Linked DNA regions of Gossypium hirsutum: region 2 is linked to region 1. A link is a contact called in public Hi-C data. All regions are on one chromosome and are shown on one strand. The core of a region is the stretch at or near the end of the contact, and the rest is flanking DNA. Distances in the headings are between cores, read along the strand shown.

Evidence for each region. A called contact is a pair of places that touch in the nucleus more often than the background predicts.
Region 2: a contact with region 1 is called in a Hi-C map of leaf, with 2.7 times the contacts expected there. The contact joins the promoter of LOC107922232 here to the promoter of LOC107949479 in region 1. A contact is called at or near these places in 2 of 34 Hi-C or Micro-C datasets (anther and leaf).

The regions. Positions count from the first base shown.
Region 1 is chrD01:33,076,428-33,082,893 of Gossypium_hirsutum_v2.1, reverse strand. It overlaps LOC107949479 (UTP--glucose-1-phosphate uridylyltransferase), which reads left to right and starts at 3,675. Exons shown (of 4, transcript XR_005908960.1): 1 at 3,675-3,942; 2 at 4,236-5,208; 3 at 5,338-5,446.
Region 2 is chrD01:33,806,993-33,813,458 of Gossypium_hirsutum_v2.1, reverse strand. LOC107922232 (serine/threonine-protein kinase CTR1) reads left to right here and starts at 3,273. Exons shown (of 16, transcript XM_016852149.2): 1 at 3,273-4,089; 2 at 5,051-5,352; 3 at 5,444-5,588; 4 at 5,767-5,870. The coding sequence starts at 3,466. It overlaps LOC107921237 (a long non-coding RNA gene), which reads left to right and starts at 1,747. Exons shown (of 2, transcript XR_001690990.2): 1 at 1,747-2,200; 2 at 2,534-2,771.

The sequences.
Region 1 (6,466 bases), core at 2,426-4,925:
TAATTTACATTCTGTAACCTTAGCCCTCATTTGTTGTCCCAGTAAATGGTATCCGCCCTATAAAAGATTTATATTTCTGAGTATATATGCCGCTTGAATGTGAAATTCTCAAAACTTTCAAATTGAATAATTTTTATAAATAATAGAAAAAACTCAAAAAATAAATAAATAAAGAATTTGCTCATCATGGTAAAAGATAATCAAATCATGAACTTCGTAAGTTATATTAATATGGCATTCAAAATGGCCCTTATCCACTAATTTCAAGCCCCAAATTGGGCTCCATTTTTCCTACATTTCTCAACAATGATTGCGCCTTCATTTTCATATTGAATCACTCAAAATTGTTTTGGCTTAAGTTATAAAGAAGTACTTATAAAATAATTAAAGCATTCAATAAAAAGTTGCAATTATTTGAGTATTTAGTTGAATGTTAGCAATTAAATGAGCCATTCGAATATAATTTTCCATCAAAGGTTCATCGGATAGTTAAGCGATGACGTGATAGTTTACATAGTGACTGATGTGAAGGGTTTAATTGATTGTTTAATTTTTTATAATATTTTAATAATTTTAAAAAATTAATAAAATTTACTACTCATTTTTGTTTTCCCTCATACACTATCTTAGGCCGCATCACCTCTTCCCAACCAAAACCATTACTCACTTACCTTAAGCCGCCAACAATAAACTTATTGTCGCTCAAACCTCAGACTCGGCACTCCATACATATCCAATCACCATTACACTTCAAGCTTCCTATTTCCTTATTACCAAAACTAAAAAACTTGAAACCTTCAAAATAACAATTTTTAATATTTTTAATAAAATTTATAAATTTTTAAAATAAATTTTATAACATTTTTTTATATAATTTCTAAAATTTTTCTAACATTTATATAATTCTTTCACATTTTTCATAATCAATTAATAATATTTATAATTTTAATAATGTTTATAGTTTTATAATTTTATAATTTTTTATAATATCTTAATAATGTTTAGGCTTTAAAAAAAATTAAGCCCTCTTAAATAATTAAAAAGCAAGTAAGTCCTCAACAATATTTTTACATTAGTCACCACGTCATAAATTTTTTCATGACAACACTTAACGGCTCGTAAAGGTATTTCACGGAAAACTATATTTTAAGGGCTCAATAAATTGTTAACTTTTTTATTATGAATTTAATTAATTATATTTTTAATTTAAAGCTTAATTGATTTTTAATTATTTTTAAAGAATTTATATTTGTTTACATTTAAACAATTTGATTTAACAGCAGATGAAATCAAACAATCTCAATCAACAAATTAACGTTAAAGTTTATGCAAGACATGACCATATGAAGAGTGGAAAAGTCCTTAAGCCATTTCTTTTAGAGAGAGAGAGGAGAACCCTTTAACATTTAAATTTGTTTATTATTATCATAATCTAAATTAAATAAATTATTTGTTGGATATTTGAATCCGTTGAATATCTAAATTTTTAAATAATCAGGTAGAAATTCGGGGTAATCATATATATAATAAAAGAAGATTTCAAAGTGTATATGAAAATATTGAGTTTTAAATTAATTTTTTGAATTTTAAAATATTTTAAAATAATATTTAAAGTGGATTTTTTTAATTAAGTTTTAAATATGATTTTTTTTTGTTATTAGTAATAATGATGTATTATTACATTAGTTCCAAATTCCAAATTATTAAACATTTTAAATAACTATTCAATACTCTATTTTAAATTGAAATTTTCTACTAGCACAATTTATAACTAAACCAATAAATTACCATAATAATAGATAGTAAATATATTTAATATTTATAATATCAATAATTTATTTCATATTAAACCTTATTTACTACCAGATTCATTTTTTTAAATAAAAACATATCTACTTTTTAATGTCAATGTAAAAAGTAATAGAAAAATTCTTAATATTGGTTACGAAAATTAAGATAAAAATCAAGGGATATAAAATCACAACAATTAAGGAATAATTTATTTCAAATTAATTTTGTATTCAAAGTCCACCATTCTTCCTTCCATTTTATGCATGTATGAAGACTTACATCACTACAGCAAAACAAGCTTTTAGCGGCGTTTAGACAAAAAACACCGCTAAAAATCGAGCATTAGTGGCACTTTACGTAAAACGCAGCTAAAGATCGAGCATTAGCGGCGCTTTCCTCTAAAAATTAGCATTGCCAAACGATATCATTTTTTACCTTTCGGGGCTTTAGCGGCGTTTTTGGAAAAGCGCCCCTAATGCTCGGGGCTTTAGCGGCATTTTTTGGAAAGCGTCGCTAATGCTCGAGGCTTTAGCGGCGTTTTTGTAAAGGTGCCGCTAATGCCGGGGCTTTAGCGGCGTTTTTGAAAAAGCACCGCTAATGCTCAGGGATTTAGCGACGTTTTTGAAAAAGCGCCGCTACTGCTAGGGGATTTAGCGGCTTTTTTAAAAAAGCGCCGCTAATGCTCAGGGATTTAGCGGCGTTTCTGAAAAAGCGCCGCAAAAACATTTTATCTGTCTATTTACTATTTAATGGTTTATTTATATTAATTAAAATTCAATTTATTTTTAATTGAATATTTGTTAAAAATGGATAAATTTGAAATAATGACACGTAGAAATAATTTGAAATAAAAAACATAAAAAAATATTTGTTAAAAATGGAAAAATTAAAATACTATTATTTAAAATAATTTTAAATTTTTTTGGGTACATTACTAATTGTTTTTTAATTTATATATTAAATAATTTCTTATATAATCGTAAAAGAGATAGTATTAATTTTAAAATATTGAATTAATTATCACTATAGTTTAGGGTTTTTGGTTTAGGGTATATGACTAATTTAAGATTTAAGGCCGGTTTAGGAGTTAATAGTGTAAGGTTTAGGAAGTATGGATTTAGGGATTATGGTTTAAGGGTTGAGATTTAAGGTTTAGGGGTTAGGGGTTAGGGGTTAGGGGTTAAGGGTTAAGAGTTAGGGATTTAGGGTTTAGGGATTTAAGAGTCGAGTTAGGGTTTAGATTAGTTATTTTTTAATTAATATATTAAATATGTTTTTATATAATTGTAAAAGAGATAATAATAAATTTAATATATTGAAATTAAATTATTTAAGAGAATATAATAAATAGACTTTATATGTATTGAATGGTTAATTTAGGGTTTAAGGTTAAGGTTTACTTGAGATTTGTTAAATGATAAAATTTTATACAATTAATTAATGCCTTTATATTTAAAAATATTTAATCTAAACCATTTAATATATTTAAATATTAGTTTAAATAGAATTAATAAATAAGTTAAAAAAATTAATAGATTGATATGGATATATAGGTAATTATTTAATTTGGATAGGACCAAATTATAAGAAATAAAAATAAAATACAAAAATAAAATTGAAATAAAAAACTAAATTTTATAATTTTATCTAATTCTTATAAATATTACTTAAAATTTAATAATTATTTATTTAAAATTTATATGAAAGATACAATAATTAAATATTAAAAATATGCGAGCTTTAGCGGCGTTTTTAGCAAAAAAACGTCGTTACTATATACAAACGACGTCGTTTTGTTCAAAATAAATTAATTTTTGTGGTATTTTTATACAAACTCTGCAAAAGGTAAGCCGCAAAAAAAATCATTTTAATTTAAAAAAATCACACCATTTCCCCAAAAACAGATCAAAATCGACACCATTTCAAGAGAAGATAAACGGCGCCGTACCAAATCTAGGGCAAACAACCCCTCTTATGGTTAAAATGCTCTCATTTTTCAACCAAATCCAAACCCTAAATTGCGCCTCTCCCAATTTCTTCTTCACTTTGAGGTTTGAGTAGATCGATCATTTCCAGAGAATTCACTCAAGGACTGGAAATCCCTTCAACTCAATGCTCTTTTTTGACGATGAGGATAGGAACATACAAGCTGTAAGAACGAGTTTTCCTATCTTCTCGATTTTCCTGTTCTTTTGTTTTTATAACGCTGATTTTGGATTCTGGGTATTTGTATTTGTTTTTATAACAAGATGAATTGTTCGTTCATTTTTCTTCATAGACCAGTTTTTCAATGTGGAATGACATATAACTCTAGATTATTTTTCAAGGGAAAAGATGAATGTAGAGTTTATTTATGTCTTCAAGCCCAAAGTTTTTCAAATGTTCTTTTCTAGTCTAGAAAGGAAATTATTTGTTTTTACATTTAGCATGGTCTGTTTTGGTAGGTTTCTGAATGTGACAAGCAGAAGAAACCTGAGAAGGGATCTGTAACTTTGGAGGAAATAGGAAAAAGAAATACCAGTGCTGGAAATACTGCAGATGGTACTCAACTAGATGCAGAGATTGCTGGTCCAGAGAACATTAATGTAACAATATATAGTTTTATATATTGAAACAATATAAGAAGGCTACTTATCCAATACCGACCAATGATTCTGTTCAATTCGTTTACTTGATATGTAACATGATAACTAAATGTCTTATGTTGGAGAAGAAAAAAATGGAGCAAAAGGGACTGGGAAGAAGGCTACAATCAAGTATGTTTTTATTATATTTTTAAAGTTTCTTTTTCTGGGTTTGATATTTGAATGTTTTGATAGGATGGATTCTTTTTCTTTTTTTCTCTAATTTTGGTGGAAAGGGTGGGTTTTATCTCTGAACTGTGGTTTCTGTGACCGAAATTGAGTATAAAAATCGTAGGTTATAAGGTGTGCATTGGATGTTAATTTTATTAATTTAACTAGAGAGGAAATAAGAGACCGGCTAAGTTTGTTGGCAGTAATTGTTGTAAGATTGGATGTGCTTGATGGATGATTTAAGAGTGATTTTGAGTTGTGGACATGAGTTTCTCGATATATAGATGACAGAATCTTGAGTTATTACTAAGTGGTTCCTTACTTAAGTAGCTTGATTGAGGATCTTAGTATAGAGAGAATATCCTTTTCCCAGTTCTTATCGGTTTACTTCTGATAATTGTGCAGAATGATAGGTTTATTTCTTATTTTGTAGTCTCTGTCTAGAATTCTTGCTCTGAAGTTTGTCTATTTTATACGAGTTGAGTTTTCATGGTTTGCTGTTGCATTGTTTCTTCTATTCTTTGTTTTGTTATTGGAACTATTTCCAATTGTCTGGTTTACTTGAAATCCGATATTTGATTAAAGGGACCAAGTAGAGAGCACAAGTGAGAGCGAAGGCAGTGTAAGTGATGAAGTGCTTGTTGTTCCTTATAATAACTTAGCACCTATGTCTTGTGGTAATATTTTCTCATTATTCTTCTACTTGTGAATTTATTGTATTCCAAATATAACATCAAGAAAAATATAACAGTACATTAGAGTTCAGCAGATATTGCTGAATCTAAACAGCTTTTGGATAAGCTTGTTGTGGTGAAGTATAATGGAGCTTTGGGAAAGAATATGGGTTTCGGTGGTCCCAAGTAAGTAATTATCTAACTTCTGGAAGTTTGATACTTATTTTTTTTCTAAGAAAAGAGAAGCATTTCTTGATGATTCCATAGTTATATATTAAAGACTTGCCTCTACATAAATGAATATAGTTTTTGTGACATACATATATTTATATATGCTTTTTATATATGCCTCTACATTCATATATTTATATATGCTTTTTATATTATATTGTGCCAAATAAAGAGAATAAAAGTTTTAATTATTGATAGATTATGCTGCTTCTTGCATGACATTGTCTATTTTGTTTTAACTAGCAATTGTCAGGACCTTATCTTATCCAAACAAAGACCAAAAAAGAGATGAAAGAAAAACTGAATAGATTTGAAACCCATATGATGTATTGTATCATCCACTACATCTTCATCAATTCCTAATTGCTTTTAGAAGAAATTAAAAGGAAAGTTTGGCAGATTTGTTTGAATATTTGCAACAAAATGGGGCATGCCTATTCACACATTTTATATGTGGGTATTCATCAGTAGCCATGTATGCCCTTGCTATGGAAAAATCATGATTAATTAGGTCCTACTTGGGTTTTTTTTTAAGAAAAGAAACATCAGTATATATAAACTAGATTATAAGAGAGAGATCCAAATTCTACTTTTCTTAAACATCCTTTTGAACAGGTTTGGGAACCTAACTTTTCCTGTTGTAACTGGTTCTGGAATTTGGAATTTGTTCATACTCCTTAAACTTGTAACTTCCTCTTGATAAATTTGAGAACCTAGCTAGATATACATCCTTTTGAACAGGTTTGAGAACCTAGCCATTATTTTCTCGTTGCATAACTGGTTTTGGAATTCTTTTCTGTGGTCCTTAAATTTTAATTACGAAAAAATTATAATTAAATTTCAATCCGGATAGATTTTAATTTGTAGTGATTAGTATTGTACATGTTGCCGGTGAATGGTACATGTTATTATTCTATCTATATTAACTTTGGAAATTTGGGATATATTGGAATCTGCCTTATCTTTGTTTTGTTG
Region 2 (6,466 bases), core at 2,024-4,523, 730 kb before region 1:
CCTAGGGTGAGTTCTTAAGGTTCACTATATGAGGTTTGGCTTCTAGAGTAAGGGTACCCGAACCAGCAGATTCCTCGATATTATAGGCTCATATGGACCAAGTTCAGTTCAGGGGAATACATTTCCCTATGGCTGCACAGAGATGAAAATCTCACGAAGACATAGGTACGGATGTATCCCAAAAGCGGTCCACTACCCTGCACAGAGGTGAAAACCTCACGAAGGACTAGCTTCTCACTCCCACTTAGAGGGGTAAAATTGATCATGAAATGCAAAATGCAAATAAACTAACAGACTTAGGCCAATCAAGCAAGCACATGATAAAACCAATGAATGCAAAGGGGGAATCATGATTTAAAACAACTTTTGATTTTCGACAAAAAATAATTGAATCATGGCTCGACTCTCTTGAAGTCCCCAGTGGAGTCGCCAAGCTGTCGAAACTATTTTTGATAAAACAAAAAATTTAGTCGTCGACTTTAAAAACAAAAATTGGAGTCGCCACCGATCCTTTATTGAGGTGTGATCGGCTCACCTTAAAAACGATTTCGGTCTGCGAAATTTGAGAAAATAGGTTTGGGAGTCAGTTACCACGAGGAAGGGGTTAGCACCCTCGTAACGCCCAAAATCGGTACCAAATTGATTGTTTAGTGTCTTGGTGTCGAAAATTTGAAAAGAATTTAAAAGAAAAACTTTTTATCTTGAATGAATTAAAATAAAAAAAACATTTTTATTTCAAAGAAATAAAACATCACACCCAGTGAGTTAAGCACAAGGTTTTTAGTCTTCAAAATTAAGTTTGCCTTTTTGATTTTTAAAACTCATGCATTTAAACCTAAAAAGGATATTTGGTTATTTAGGTCAAATGAAGAAAATCGAAACCCAGTAAGTTAGGGCACAAGTTTTCAAAATTCCAAATACCGAATATTGCCTTTATTTAATTATTTTTAGAAATTCTTATTTCGAGGTGACAAACGTCATGCATAGTAAGTTAGGACCCAACATTTTTGAATTCCCGAGAATAAGCTTTTATTTTGAAATCTGTGTGATTTTATTGCAAAATAAATACTTGGCTCTCTAAATTCATCGAAAAACAATCAAAATCCAGTAAGTTAGGACACGATCTTTCTTAAGAATCCTGAATGCCAAATATTTTGAAAATCTACAAAATAAGATGATTTTAATGCTTTGACGAAACCAAAATATATTTTCTTTAAAAGTATGATAAAATGTAGATGTGCAACATGAAATCAATACTTTAATTTAAATTATTCATGTATATGTGTTTACAATATATATATATAAGTACAATATATTAATAAATTCTGAAAATATGTATATGCATATATTAAGATACGTATATATAAATATACAGATATATAAAACATGAATGACATGTACAAAACAAAAAAAACTTATAATAATTTCTAAAAAATATGTATATATTATAAAAAATGCACATATACATGCATGGATTTTAAAATATGGAAAATGCACATTTATTATAAAATGTAAATGTATATATATGTATATAAAAGTTATGAAAATAAAATAAACATATATGTATATAATATATACATGTATTTATAAAGTCTAAAAAATATATGCATATACATTAAAAAAATATGCGTGTATATATACAGAAACTTGGAATAAAAATGTGATAATAATAATTATAATAATAGTTTAAAAAATAATAATAATATTATTAGTGTAAAAACAGAAGGACTAATTTGTAATCAAAACAGAAATTTAAAGGCGAATTCGAAATAAACATAAATGCGTGACCCCAATTGAACACACACACAACAGATGGGGACCAAAAGGGAAATTAATCCATACACCCCAAAACGCTACGCAGCATTGGACCAAAATAAAACAAATTCAATGTTCCAGGGAAAAATTTGAAAACAGAAAAATCAGTGGTTTTGAAATGATGAAAACGTGAGAGGATTAAAAGCATAAATAACCCATTAGTGCCTAAAACACGCGGATCTGATCGGGTTTTGGGTCGGGTCACACGGTTTTCGGGTTACTTATACGACGCTGTTTTATATGCTGCATAAAAGCCATCTAAAACTTAAAAAAAAACCCTAAGCTATTCTCTTCTTGCGTGCGCCGCTTCTCCCAAAACCCCTTCTACTCCTTCATTCTGCTCTCTGCACAGAACCAGGAAGAACTTCGCAAGCACGCCCTCCAGGTATGGTTCTTCCTGTTCTTTTCTATTTGTTTAGTGTGGAAGAAAGAAAGAAGAGAAGACAAAAAACAAGAAAAGTGGTAAGATGCAACGAAAAAACAAAACAAAGAAAAGTTAATCACCTTCCCCAAAAATCCCCCTTCGATCCTTTGCTTTTTATTTCTTTTCAATCGTTTTCTAGATATAAAAAAATGTCACCTTTTTACAAAAAAACAATTGGCTTTATATAGCCGAAAAAATAGAAAAAAGCCATTCTCTAAAAACTGTCCTCCCTTTTTACATTTTCATTGTATTTTTCTACTATTGTTCGTGGCCGAGGTTTGTTGTCTGCTGCAGGAAGAACGTGCTGGAGCGCGGGACAACGTGTGTGACGTGCAAGGGCGACGTGCGGGAGCAGCTGCGGCGATCTGCTGCTTAGGGTTTCTGTGACTTCAGGCCAATTGGGCCTTGTAATTGGGTTGGGATTGGCCCAAGTTTTATTGGGTTTGATTGTATTTAATTTGGGCTGTGTAAATGATTTTGGGCCCCGGGCAATAATTTTGTATTACAATTAAAAATGAATTTTTATTTTTTATTTGTATTTTCAAAAACTAAATTAAGATTAAGTTTTGTCAAAGAATTACGTAGGTTTTTATAGGAAACTATTTGAGTTTTTGTAGAAAAAAACTTGAGTTTTAAAATAAAACTTGCATTTCTTATTTATAGTTAAGTAACGCAATTTTTAGTAATTTTTTTAAAATAATAAAAGAAATTAAAAAAATATCTAGTTGATTTGGATATTGTTATCCAGAGGACATGTATTTGAATGTGTTGAAATTTATTATTGAGTTAAGAAGAGAATATAAACAATTATAAGTATTGTGTCAACAAAATAGATATAATCAAAATTTATATTGAGATTATCAAATAATTATTATTTTTTTTAAAAAATAAAGAATGATTAAAATGAATTTCAGTTAATTAAATTAACAACAAGCGATTAAAGCAAGAAAACAATTTAATAATATTATTTAAAATTTTTACTAAATTTTAGTGATTAATTATATAGTTTATTCGAGAATAAAAAACAAACGATTAGGCCACCGAATAAAAATGGTATCTTTTCCCTTTTTTTTTCTTTCTCTCTCCGATAATCGAATTCTAGAAAGAGGGAAAACAAGAAATTAGTAAAAAGAGTTCAGGAAAAAAAACTAGAAAGGCTTGAAATATTCAACAATGGCGGTTCCTAGGGTTTCTAGGGTTTTGTGATCAATTCCTTTAGAGTATCAATGGAAATGCCCGGACGAAGATCTAATTACTCTCTCCTTAGCCAGTATCCCGACGACCAGTACACCGTGTCCATATCAGGAGCTCCGCCTCCCTATTGCGATTCACTTTCAAGCGAAGCCACCAGTAATAAGAACAAAGTGAAATCAGAGAGAGGTTTAACTGATTGGGATCAGAGTCTCAGTCAGAACCAAAACCAGAACCAGCTACAAGTAAATCGAATCTGTGGCGGCGGCGGGGGAGGGAATACTTTTGCTTCGTCGATCAGTCTTCAACGGCAATCGAGTGGAAGTAGCTTTGGTGAGAGCTCTTTATCGGGAGATTATTATGTGCCGACCTTTTCTACGACGGCCGCCAACGAGATTGATGGGTTCGTTTATGGTCACGACGGGAGCTGTGAGCATGTGGATTTAAGAACGAAAATTGGGGGTTCGTCCTCTGGAAAAAGCTGGGCGCAGCAAACGGAGGAGAGTTATCAATTGCAGTTGGCGTTGGCTTTGAGGCTTTCTTCGGAAGCTACCTGTGCTGATGACCCGAATTTTCTGGGTCCGGATTCGGATGATTCTGCTATTCGGGGAACTAGCTCTAGCTCCGCCTCAGCTGAGATAGTTTCCCACCGGTTCTGGGTATATTTCTAGTGATTTCTTTGTTCATTTCACTATTAGCTTGTTTAAATTAACTTAAATGAACAGTAAGGCTAGGAGATTGAAGGAATATGCATAGGCAAATATAACGGTCGTGATAGTGAATGGATTTACTTTTTAGATGATTCCAAATATCTGTTACGAGATGAACTGGATTGTGTGAGTGAACTCTTACATTTTGTTGTGAACTCTGAATGATTCAAAGGATAGGATGTGACAAGTTGGTTGGTCAAGAGTAGTTTTTTATTGGTTCGGGTTTAGAAAAATCTTGTCGATTTATGGCAATATTATTTTTACATTTGGATCTAGTATGCATGAGTTGGCAATCAGAATCTATATGGATAAAATTTATAGTGGGATCTCAAAAAGCAAGCAATTTCTACTGGGCCTTTATCCTTTTTTGGTTCAATAGGGTTTTTATTAGTTCAAACTTCTAGTTATCTTGGTAGGAAGTTGTATGACAAATGCTCCTCTAGGGCCTTTAAATTCTGTAGGTGGCGTAGCTACCAGATCAATGCAGTTACTTAAAGTAGTAAATTACTAAAAAAATTAATACATAAGATAAATACAATAATAGATAAAACGAGATGCGACTTGCCCCTAGATATTTTATACTTTCTCCCACAAAAACATTTGTAATGCTTACTCCATTTGTAATTCCATCGATTACTCGCCTATCAAAAAATGAGTTAGTTCTGCTAATCTGAACATTTGGAGTGGGGATGATTATTGTTATTATTATTATTGTTAATTTTGTGAATGGTTAGTTCTTTTATTCTGATATTGGCAAGCTTATGTATTTTAAATGTGGGTACAATGGGAGTATATAGCTGCAAAGCACCTGAATTACATGTGTGGAAACTAGGATTTACTGTTTCAGGATTTGGGTGATAAAAAATTCGAACTTTAAATATCCTGCTGTTTCAATGTTTTTGTGCATCAGGTGAATGGCTGCTTATCATACTTTGAGAAAGTTCCTGATGGGTTTTATTTAATTCATGGAGTTAACCCATATGTCTGGACCATGTGCACTGATTTGCATGAACATGGTCGAATTCCAACGATCGACTCTCTAAGATCTGTTGATCATGTTGTTGGTTCACCGATAGAAGCGATATCAGTTGACCGAAGAAGTGATCTTGGCTTAAAGGAACTCCAAAATAGAGTCCATAACATTTCTTGTAGCTGCATAACCACAAAAGAAGTTGTTGATGAGTTAGCAAAGCTTGTCTGCAGTCGCATGGGGTGAGTTCTCTACACCATTAATGCACAAAATTTCAACATTCATGCAATTTCTATGCACCTTGGTGATGAATTGTTTTATTTCAAACCGAAGGGGTTCATCTGCAACTGGAGAGGATGATTTACTTTTGTATTGGAGGGACTGCAGTGATGATTTAAAAGATTGCTTAGGCTCAGTTGTGGTTCCTATAGGTAGCCTGTCTGCTGGCCTTTGCAGACATCGAGCTTTATTATTCAAAGTAAGGTCCTAAATTTTTATGGTGTTTTCATTTCAGCAAAGGTTTTTGGAAGTACTTTTTACTTTAGTTAGTTATCTTTTTTTGCCTTCACCACTCCTTGGTGAAGCAAGTTTCCTGTTAAATGTGTTGCCCTTTGAAGGGGAAAGGATTTATTCACATTCAAATATGACTTATCCAGGTGCTAGCTGACACAATTGATCTGCCATGTCGAATTGCAAAGGGATGCAAATATTGTAAAAGAGATGATGCTTCCTCCTGCCTTGTTCGCTTTGGGCATGACAGGTATTTTATATCTGCACCATGGTATTTGGTTGTTAATTATCTTCATTTTGGTTCTGATTTGCAACCTGTTTCCTTTATATTCTTAAGTTGTCATTCTTTTAGTAGGATTGTTCAAAGATGACAATATTTTGCTGATAAAAGAACCCTGCATTTTCTATTGATGTTGTTTTTCATGTAGAAACTGAACAATTTCAAACAATAATTGCTTAATTCTACCTGCTATTCCTCTTGCTTGGTAGTGCTGCGTTTGCATCTTGTGGTTCTTTCTTCCTATTGTGGGCAACAGTTTGTGAAAACTGCCAACTTATCTTGGTTAAAGTTTTCTATATACAAGTGTAGTCTCATGAAGCCAGTCTGATGGGGAACAACCATCCAAGTTCTAGCAGGATGTCTATCCTAGATAAAATTTAGAAGGGTTTCATTCACTAGTGGAGATGGACTTTATTTTCTCATGGGCTTAAAACCAGCTTATATATATATATTGGTTTCATGTTGTTTGGAGATTGGATTTTGATTATTGAACGACTTCGATATTGAGAATGATTGGATATATTATTATTCTGGATAACTTTTCTTACTTCATGGTCTTGGTGATT